2 separate regions of the Zea mays genome follow, and region 2 is linked to region 1. A link is a contact called in public Hi-C data. All regions are on one chromosome and are shown on one strand. The core of a region is the stretch at or near the end of the contact, and the rest is flanking DNA. Distances in the headings are between cores, read along the strand shown. Region 1 holds the start of LOC109942906 (wall-associated receptor kinase-like 1). Region 2 has its middle 34 kb from the start of LOC109942906.

What was found. A called contact is a pair of places that touch in the nucleus more often than the background predicts.
Region 2: a Hi-C map of ear shows a contact between it and region 1, with 2.5 times the contacts expected there. The contact joins the enhancer-like site here to the promoter of LOC109942906 in region 1. A contact is called at or near these places in 5 of 25 Hi-C or Micro-C datasets (ear, leaf, seedling and 2 more).

Annotation. Positions count from the first base shown.
Region 1 is chr10:121,483,300-121,488,112 of Zm-B73-REFERENCE-NAM-5.0, forward strand. It overlaps LOC109942906 (wall-associated receptor kinase-like 1), which reads right to left and starts at 3,209. Exons shown (of 2, transcript XM_020545473.1): 1 at 2,836-3,209; 2 at 2,531-2,746. The coding sequence starts at 3,177. The coding sequence ends at 2,531. It overlaps LOC100272408 (RR1-Corn type-A response regulator), which reads right to left and starts at 1,018. Exons shown (of 6, transcript NM_001146886.1): 1 at 789-1,018; 2 at 116-456; 3 at 1-16. The coding sequence starts at 254.
Region 2 is chr10:121,517,887-121,522,997 of Zm-B73-REFERENCE-NAM-5.0, forward strand. No RefSeq gene overlaps it. Among protein-coding and RNA genes, the nearest start is that of LOC109942906, 34 kb to the left of the region's middle. Within about 2 kb of position 2,090, at least 9 of the 20 cell types and tissues checked have an H3K27ac peak or open chromatin away from gene starts, as enhancers often do. A contact at or near this core is called in ear, seedling and tassel, where this site is marked.

The DNA of each region.
Region 1 (4,813 bases), core at 1,959-4,458:
TGTCGACGGCCTGCTCCTGCAAAAAGCGTCGCAGGTCGTAAATAAAGAACTGCACTGCAGACTTGCACAGTGCAGCAGGTCGTCTCGGAAACAGGCAGGCATCCTTTTGCCTTACCGCCATGGAAAAGCGGCTGCCTTTTGCTCCCCCAAAGAGGGGGCGGGGAACAGAAGCCGTCACGCGCGCATGCGCGGACGCGTGGGCCGTACGATACGGCGCGGCCTGTGGTGCAGGAGGCACCGAGGCAGGAGCCCATGCGCTCTCTTTGTGAGCAGCTCCCCGGCACGGGAAAGGGATGCCGGCCGGCGGCCGGACCTGGTGGTGCTGAGTGCTGACTAATCCCGTGTGTCGCCTTCAGGCTAGCTCGCTGTGGGCAGGGCAGGTAGCGGCTGTTACCTCGCCGCCGTCCTTGAGGCCGAGGAACTCCATCGCCTTCCTCGCGCTGTCGACGGCGATGACTGGGTGAAACATCACACGAGCTGTTTAGAATTAATATACTCTACCGGTCTAGCCTGATAGTATGTATATATATATAAAAAAAACAGAGCAGAAGTGGCACGGACAAACTGGAAACGGTGACAGCCGATGAAAAGCAGAGGCAGATCAGCTCTGGAAATGCATGCACGCACGCGTGGTGCTCTTCCAGAGTTGAAAAACAGGGGGGAGCCAGCCTGCGAGCTCTCGCGGTGCGAGCGACGCGGACGGAAGAAGAAGAATCGAATGGTAGGAAAGAGAAACTGGGAGGAGGTGGGCAGGTGGTTCTGTGGTAGACACCAGAGGGGTGGCTGACCGTGGAATGAGCCGGCGCAGGAGTCGCTGCTGAGAAGCAGCTGCGCCACCCGGCGGTCGACGGGGGAGTCGTCCACCACCAGCACCCTCATCACCCCCTCCGCCTCCACTCCTCCTGCCGCTGCTTCCATCTCCGCTGACCTGTCGTCGCTCCCCTCTGCTCCTCTCTGTTTCGGTGTCCCTCTGCTCTTTCTCGCCAACCAGAGCGGGGGGCAGCGGCAGCGGCGAAAGTTTATAAAGCGCGGCAAGGAAGAGTGTTGCCGGCCGCGTGCTCTTATAAGCGTGAGCGTGACGCCACAGGAGGCCAGGTCCAGGACGAAGAGAGAGAGAGAGAGAGAGAGAGAGAGAGAGAGAGAGAGAGAGAGAGAGAGAGAGAGAGAGAGAGAGAGAGAGAGAGAGAGAGAGAGAGAGAGAGAGAGAGAGAGAGAGAGAGAGAGAGAGAGAGAGAGAGAGAGAGAGAGAGAGAGAGAGAGAGAGAGAGAGAGAGAGAGAGAGAGAGAGAGAGAGAGAGAGAGAGAGAGAGAGAGAGAGAGAGAGAGAGAGAGAGAGAGAGAGGAGGAGGCAATCCTCTGACGGCTCGCAGGACAGGGACGGCTCCTAGTATGGATGGTGTCAGGACTGAGGCAGGCAGGCAGGCCGCAGGCGTGCGTGACGACTGATGAAGGAGGAGAGGAGGGTGGCTCGCCGGCACGGGAATCGCTTTTCCTCTCTAGATTTTGCTGTCGGGGAATCTCTCCACACCGCGCTCCCCTCCACCTTCTTCGTCTCTTTTTTGGTCCTCCCTTCAATCCTTTTTTTTATGAAGCGCGGCGTGTGTAGACTCCAATACCCGTGTGCTCCAGTTATGTCGTCGCCGTCTGCATCATTTGTGAGAACCACCTGTGATATCTACTTCTACTGCTGAGCCAAACGCCAAACATGCGAGCTCAGACTTAAACAATACTCCCTCCGTTTCTTTGTAGTTATCGCTGCATAGTTCAATTTTGCACTATCCAGCGATAACTAAAATGAAACGGAGGGAGTAGCTCTTAGGTATGTACAACCTAATTAAACAAGAGGTTTTTTTAGTCTTTAGTGGATTAAGTGAAAAAATCAAGAGACATACTCTTCGTGAAGAACTCGTTTCTAGACGATTCTTTATACATTCTGTATCTTGGCTGCAATTATTATTTATGGGCTTAGTGTTGTATCACTACACCAAAATCATACACTTCCTACGATTTTTTAACTTTCTACAGCTTTTATAACAAACCATAGGAAATAAATAACTTTCGAGAGACAACTGGTAGCTCTAAGAAATAAACATAACTTCCTACGATATTTTATAAAAGTTATAGGAAGTTAGCTTTCATATGCTGACCCGTGTGTGCGGTTAAGCGAGCCGCTAACTTCCTAGAGGCAGCCGTAGAAAGTTAGCATGGGCAGCTAACTTCCTACGGCCTTCTCTAGGAGGTTAGCTTTCAGTTGCTGATCTGCGGGTGCGGTCAAACGAGCCGCTAACTTCTTACGACCGCCTCTAGGAAGTTAGCTGCACATGCTAACTTTCTACGGCCTCCTCTAAGAAGTTAGATTTCAGCTTTTGACCAGTCAAACAAAAAGCTAACTTCCTACGACCTGCTCTAGGAAGTTAATTAACTTCCTAGAGTACATGTACAACCTCTAGGAAGTTAAGTAACTTCCTACAGCTTTACTCTAGGAAGTTATATTTTTTATCTTAAACCACTACTCAATCTTATCATCTTCTCACTCTCCTTTCTCCCTCCCATGTCTTCCACCAGGACCAAAGCCGCCGCCGCACGCCCCCGTCAGCGCGCCCGCTCCCGCCTCCGCCCGCCCCTCTCGACCATGCCCCCGTCCGTCGCGCCCGCCGACGTGCCCAACCCTGGCCCCGCCCGCCGTGTTCTCGCACAGCAGCGGCCCACTCAACGGCGGCGACTCTCTCTCCGACAGCCCACCAGTCTTGCCGGAGATCGATGACGCAAAGGTCAGTTCTTGCCTCGCCACCTTCTCGTGCCTCGGGGATACTACTAGGCACACGTACAACTAGCTTCTCTGCAATTTTTGGCGATGAACTCGTAGACTAGCATCGGGACCTCCACTTCGAGGCAGCAGCCCAGGAGCTTGACGATGTTCTTGTGGTTGATCTGGGAGAGGATGAGCATCTCCTTGCCGAACTCCTTCTTCTGCTGCTCGCTGGCCATCAACGAGACGCACCGTTTAACCGCGACGACACCGTCGTCCTTGAACAGGCCCCTATAGACGGTGCCGAAGCCACCGCGGCCGAGGATGTTCTTGTCAGCGAAGTTGTCAGTCGCCTCGATGAGCTCTGCTTCTGTGAAGACGGTGAAGGCAGTTCCTTGCTTTAGGCTTATCTCGTGCAGCAGAAGCATCCCACCGTGTTGTTGGAAATACTTCCGCTTGATTTTGGCCAGCTTCTTCCTCTCATGGATAATTTGTTCAAAGAGTTACAATAATTCGAATGGCTACTATCGGAGACAATGATTAGAGTTTATCAAATTAATGATAGACGTTTCTAATTATTAAGAGTTTCTAGGATTCATTTTTTCCCTAGTGCGTCTGGTGAAATTAATATGGTGTGGCCATTGAGATATCTAATTAACAATAGCAAGTTAGTTACATTGACAATAATGATATTGGTGGATATTGTTTTTTAGAAACAAAATAGATCCAATAGCTATATTATTATCCTTGGTTATTAGAGTCTATCCAACTGAACTGATGGTAGTATGTTCATGCTCTCCCGTCCTGTCCTGTGACAGCTTTTGTGAATTTTCATTTTATTCCCTAGTGTGTCTGATGAGAATTAAATGGGCTCTGAAACACTAAGCCTCAAACATATAGAAGAGAAAACTGTGCTTACCCACAGATAGTAGCGTCGCAACGTTCAAGGGTGTCGGACAATCGTGACCTCCAGGTGTGTTCTTGCATCCAGCGCATGGAGGTGGTTTAGCAACACACTCATCAATGTTTGTATACATACATACAGAGTATATAGATCCCAAGGATACCGTATGCATATATTTGTTTTGAGGAATTCTTTGTTGTACTTGCACACATGAACCAAAAAAGATACACACACTTGCAACACCGACCTTGGCATCCATCAGGAAGGTAAGGATTGCCCTTGAATCCTTGGCTGCAGCTACAGAGGTAGCCTCCACTACTGGAATTGACGCACACGTTGTTAGCGCTGAGGCAAGCATAGGAATCCTTTTTCTTCGTCACAACATCGTAGGTATCGTTGCCCAGTTCCCAGATCAGGATGGCAGGTAGACAATGTTTGCTAACGTCATCGTCTCGAGCCAGGTGAGGGTTCAGCGTGGAGGTTCGTCGAGGTCTGCTGCTCGTAGCTCCCATCACTCCATTCAAGATCCAGCAGAAGTGAAGCAACTGCGAGAAGAACTTAGGCGACATCAGGATTACTTGAAGCAACAAGCTACTCAACATGAATATTATGCTACACAGATTCAACAACAGCAAACACTCATACAAGTAAATTTAAAAGATAATAGCTTTCACTTTAGGATATGTATTAATTTAAAACGCTGATGTGAATGAGTTCGACAAATTTGTAGCAACTACCACAGGCCCAAGGGATACACGTCCCGGTGCCCCCCCCACCACCACCTCCCATTCATTATCCTTGGTCTTCACCTCCACGTACACCTACATCTCCATCTACCGAACATCAGGTATGCAAATTCATCATCATTTACTTGTTGTTAGTTATATTATGATGTAACTCAACAAATATCATTTGTACATGTATATTAGACCCCTCCAGCTACCTTGACGACACATGAACGAGAAGATGTGTTAGACTTTGTCGAAACCCTCTTCGCTAGTGGAGGTATCGACCATCACTCGTCACTGTAAACCGATGGTGATCGGCGACCGTGAGATTCCATGTTATTGTGTTCTGATACTTGAGACTTTTATTATAACTATGTATGAGATATTGTCTCTTATTAGTACTGGACGAGATGTGTCTTATTATGACTATAG
Region 2 (5,111 bases), core at 840-3,339, 33 kb after region 1:
GGACCGAAAATTCCCCCATTTGTGCACCGGCCGGGGACAATGGAGCGGGCCGGTGTCTCGTTGGAGCTAGCCCTATTTTTCCAGATGAAAAATAAAAAGAATTCTCTTACTACCTCATTGATCTTGTTTTGCGTGTTGCAAGGACGCTATCTAGCTACCCATAAAATCAGGAGGTCTTTAGTCACCGCAGCTGTAGTACTCAAACTAACTAAGTGCATGTTTGGTAATGCTGTTTTGACGACATAAATACTATAGTATTACCTTATCATAGTAAAATCACAGTATTGTTTAAAACAAATACTTGTTTGGAACAGAGATGGCAATGGGGACTGATCCTTGATTCTCCGTGGAGAATTCTTCCATTAGGGGGATAAGGATTGGGAAGTTTCTTCCCCCGCGGGAATGTAAACGGAAAAAATTCTCCCCCGGCGGGTAACTGGGACGGGGATAGGGAAGCATTTCCCATCCTCGTTCCCCGCGGGGACCGTGAAACTTACATGTGACGATGTTTTCATGTATTAATTAATTATAGAAATAAATAAATACCTTGTCAAGATATCACTCGTTGTACAAATGTGTTTATTTTAATGTATACATAATGATTTCTTACCTCAATAATGTGTACAAGTGGCAATGTTTTTTATTAATAACATATGAACTACGTTCTAGTTATAATTTAAGCGGGACAGAGATCCCCGATAAAGATTTATCCCCGCGGAGAACGGGGATGTGAAAGAAATACTCCCCAAGTGTTCCTAGGACCCCGTGGGGATGGAGAGCTAAAACTTAACGAGGAATTCTCCATTGCCATCCCTAGTTTGAATCAATTGAAAAACTGAAGTACGCATAGAGAGGGGACAGAAGAAAACTAAGGTTTTGAATGAAGTTTCTAAGATTCCAAAAAATACCAAAATTTTTAGATCGACCATGTTATATAAAACTGTGTTTTGACTATATCAATCAAATAACTTTTGGCTTCAAATACCACAATATCATCAAAACCATAGGATTATTTCAAAAAAATACTTGACCTCCCAATATGGCCTAAAGCGCAGAAAACTGCAAGAACGATTTTTATATTCCGTATATAGAGGTTTTAGTTATTCCTTTGTTTCAAAGTTGAACGCTTGTTTGGAAGTATAGGTGTACATTTGGGCCGGGCCTGATGGGCCGGCCCGAAGCACGGAAAAAAAGCACGGCCCAGGCACGGCACGGCACGAAATAATTTAGTGCCGGGCCGGCACGGCCCGTTATATCGGGCCGGGTTTGGGCCGAGGTCACGGCCCATGGGCGGGCACGAGCACGACCCGTTTAAGGCAGGCACGAAATGGCCCATATAGAGGCACGAAAAGGCCCATATATTTATTAAAACCACACTTCATTCCACACTTTCATATACTTGATAAAGAACACAAAGCTAGAGATAATGCTAGTTAGATGTTTTTTGTAGCTTTGAATTAGAGTGTGTGATGTAATTTTGCTTTTGTTATGAACATTAGACAATAAACTGAACTTACGAACTTTGTATAGAGCTAGTTATACTCTTTTTCCTTCTAACAAAATGATTTATAAACGAGGTAGTCATTGCATAGCTGTGGTAACTTTAATTAATACAAATATTAAGTTTGATTTTGTTTAAATTTATTTGTCTTATCTTTTATTTGTTTTATTATTTTTTTGAATTTAGGGCTCTAATGTGAATTTTGGACCAAAAATTGAATTTCGGGCCTTAATGTGAATTTCGGGCTTTTATAATTTCGGGCCGCCCGAAATGAGCCCGGCACGTTTAAGCAATTACGGGTCGGGTCGTGGGCCGAGGGCTAGGCCCATGGGCCGGCCCGGCACGGCCCGAAATTCAAACGGGCCGGGTCGGCCCGAAATTCAAACAATACGGGCCTTTTCAGGCTTAGGCCGGGCCAGGCCGGGCGGCCCGAATGTACACCTATATTTGGAAGCATCTATTTTTTTCTTGTTTGTTTTAAAAAGGAGGCCCATGAAGCAACTCACCGTATCATGAGTTGATGACGTGTGCAAAAGGAGAAAAGGAGGCCTTCGATTTGATGTATAGATGGTGCAGTGCATGCGTGTCGAGAGCCTGCATCTGAGCATCATCATGAAGAGGGCAGGGCCCGAAAGGCGAGACGAAAGGACTCCTATTGCTTTGAGATCTCGCCATCTGACCTCTCAGCGAAAAGCTGTTTCGCCGCAGATCTCTCCAGCTGATCCTTTGACCTGCCGGTCTTGGCTGTCAAGAATCTAAACGGTAATTATACGCCCACAGTGGTTGTGCCCCTCGTGGTTCCACACTCCAACTGTCCGCTTCACTCTCAACTTGTGACGCAGCGAAGCATGTCCCACACTCCTACCAAGGACATTTACAAAGAGTGTTATGAGTTGTGTCTAAAAGGTAAATATAAAAAAACTAAAATACGTCTCTTGACGAAGACACTGTGTCTTGGTTCTATGTTTAAGATAGAGGACTAGATTATTGATCAAATTAATTTATTGAATGCTCTGAATGGTGCAATGAATATAATAAGACACATGTTTTAGATACGGTCACTGTATTACATTATATTTTAACTGTCTTATATTTAGAGTATCGTGCAGCAGTGTCATGGTTGTACATGCCCTAACGGTTGGTCACTTGGTTTCAATTACTATGTGACATCAAAAATAAGGCAACACAAGTTGAGAAGTTTGAATCTTCATCCTTAATTTATCATTTTTTTCGAAGTGTTAGCTTCGGGACGAAGGTTTTGAAAGTAGATGTGAATGAAATAGTATTAAACGAAATAACAATGGATAATAAAGTATGAGACTCATCTCTTATGTGTTATCATTTTTTTTATTCCATCTTCCTTTGTATTAGACAAGTTTACAAACACACTTTCAGCTTCTTTGCACAAGATAACTATAATATACTTCGAAGGTTGAGCGAAACAAAGCTTAAGACCCTAAAAAAAGGTCAATTTATGTAGGCCACTGTTCACCTATTTATAGAGAATTTGAACAGTTTCGTAGAAAATTACCAACATGCCAACAAAGTTTATACACATGATTTACAAATGATGCAGGGACATCACTACCTTTTCTCTTTCTTTCTTGCTGTCCAAGTCTTATACTTCTTCTCCTTTGTCGCTTTGCACTCGAAGCTTTCTCCATGCCGAGGCTAGCGACATCGGCTTGCACCTTCGTTCCTTGCATGTATGGACGAAGCTTCTTTACACATCGCTTCGGTTGAAGGCCAGCTTCGTCTGTCCTTCACTATACGTCTGAAACACATTTTCTTATACCGAAGCAAAGGCATTTTGAGAACCTTTGGTAAGGCAGGCCCCAACAGTAGCCCCTTGCGGAATGAGTTCGTTTCTTCATAACGAGCTTAGATCGCAAAAACATAATTCGGAGACCTTGCATCGAAGGTCCGAAAAAACACCTTCCCGAAGCTCGTTATGAATAGTTACTTTGGGACCACTCTGATTAGTGGGGTCCGACATTCAAAGAGCGCAACAGTTAAATTTCAAAAGTTGTTCGTATAAAAAGGAACGATGCCTGGTGACATTGACAAGGCATTTGCTATTTGCGCTTGTTAGAGCCTACTCTGCCTTCGAAACTTGCTTCGAACGCCTTTGCTGCCTTTGAACCAGCCTTAGCTAGCCGCATTTTCATTAGAAATGGTTGAAGAGCAATCTGCCCCTGAAACAAAGATTGAAGACTTATCCTTGGCAACAAAAGCTACTGCCTCCCAGACCAAAGTTGCTACTGTGGATCCATCCAAAGACAGTGATGGCATCGACATTGAGGACGATAACACTATCATTGGTCCTACAAAACCAAGTCACGTGGACTTCGACAAATCGAAGATCAAATGAGGACATATTGAGGTACTTACTCGGTTTGGTAATATTGACAATGTTGAATGAGTTCGACTAGGTGTGAATCATCTAGGCCCCTTAGTGATGTTTTGGTAATTAATGACGACTGTTTGTGGACTAACGGTTCTTGGAGAAATAAGAATGCAGGATTGGACCACATAGAACAGAAAATCTTGGAGATTTATAAGCATTGGTTGTGGATCAAGTGGAGGCAAAGGTATAACATAGGTTTTGTTTTTTGCCGGTCTCCAGGAGTTTAGAGAAGATACTTGACCGGATTAGTAGGCTAGATAGCCATACTATTAAGAGGGGTCAATGACTTTGATCTGTGTAAAACTTAGTGCCTCATAGAGCATCTAGTGGTTGCATTTGCATGAGGACTAACAGCGCTTCCAATTTAAAGAGTTAAAAATCTTTTCAAAAGCGTGTTTGAAAAATGCTAAGTCTTAGGATAGGCGGACCATCCGGGCCATGTGGGCGGATCGTCTGCGATCCTCTAGTAGGGTCCAAAGTGTGTCACTTCTGACAGGTCCTGTTCTTTTATACTGCGGACCGTCCGAGCCTTGGGGCCGGACCGTCCGTAGTCCTGACCAGAGAAGGTTGCTCTCGGCACAGTCCCTGAATTATTATGCGGACAGTCCGGCCTTGTAGGGCGGACCGTCCACAGGTGCCAAATTTGGTTTGGACAGGGACGGTGTGGTTTTTGGGGTTTGTACTACGGACTGTCCGGAGGATATGCCCGAACATTACTGACTCCCAGGTCATGGACCGTCCGGCCTTGTAGGCGGACGGTCCGCATGTGTTAACTCCTCTTGGTCAGAGCTCTGGTGCTCCAAGTTGCCAGGTCGCGGATGGTCCGGCCAAGGTGGGCGGACTGTCCGGACCTTACTTTTCTGACAGCTCTGACAGATTTCAAACGGGAAAAATAGCCGTTATGTGTACGGCGGACCGTCCGGTCCTAGGGCGCGGACCGTCCGCGTGTGCGCAGAAAATGTGTTGTTTGCACATAACGGTTGGATTTCAGTGGGGGACTATAAATAGAAGGGGAGCTCGTGTGTGAGGGCTCTCTTGGCCATTCCTTGCACACATTGAGCTCATTTGTGATCCTCCAACTCATTCTCTCACACTCCTTGCTTGAGATTGCATTCTAGTGAGAGATTGAGTGTTCCTAGTGCATTTGCATCCATTGGTGATTCTTGAGGCACTAGGTGGTACACCGAGCAAGCGTCATCGGCT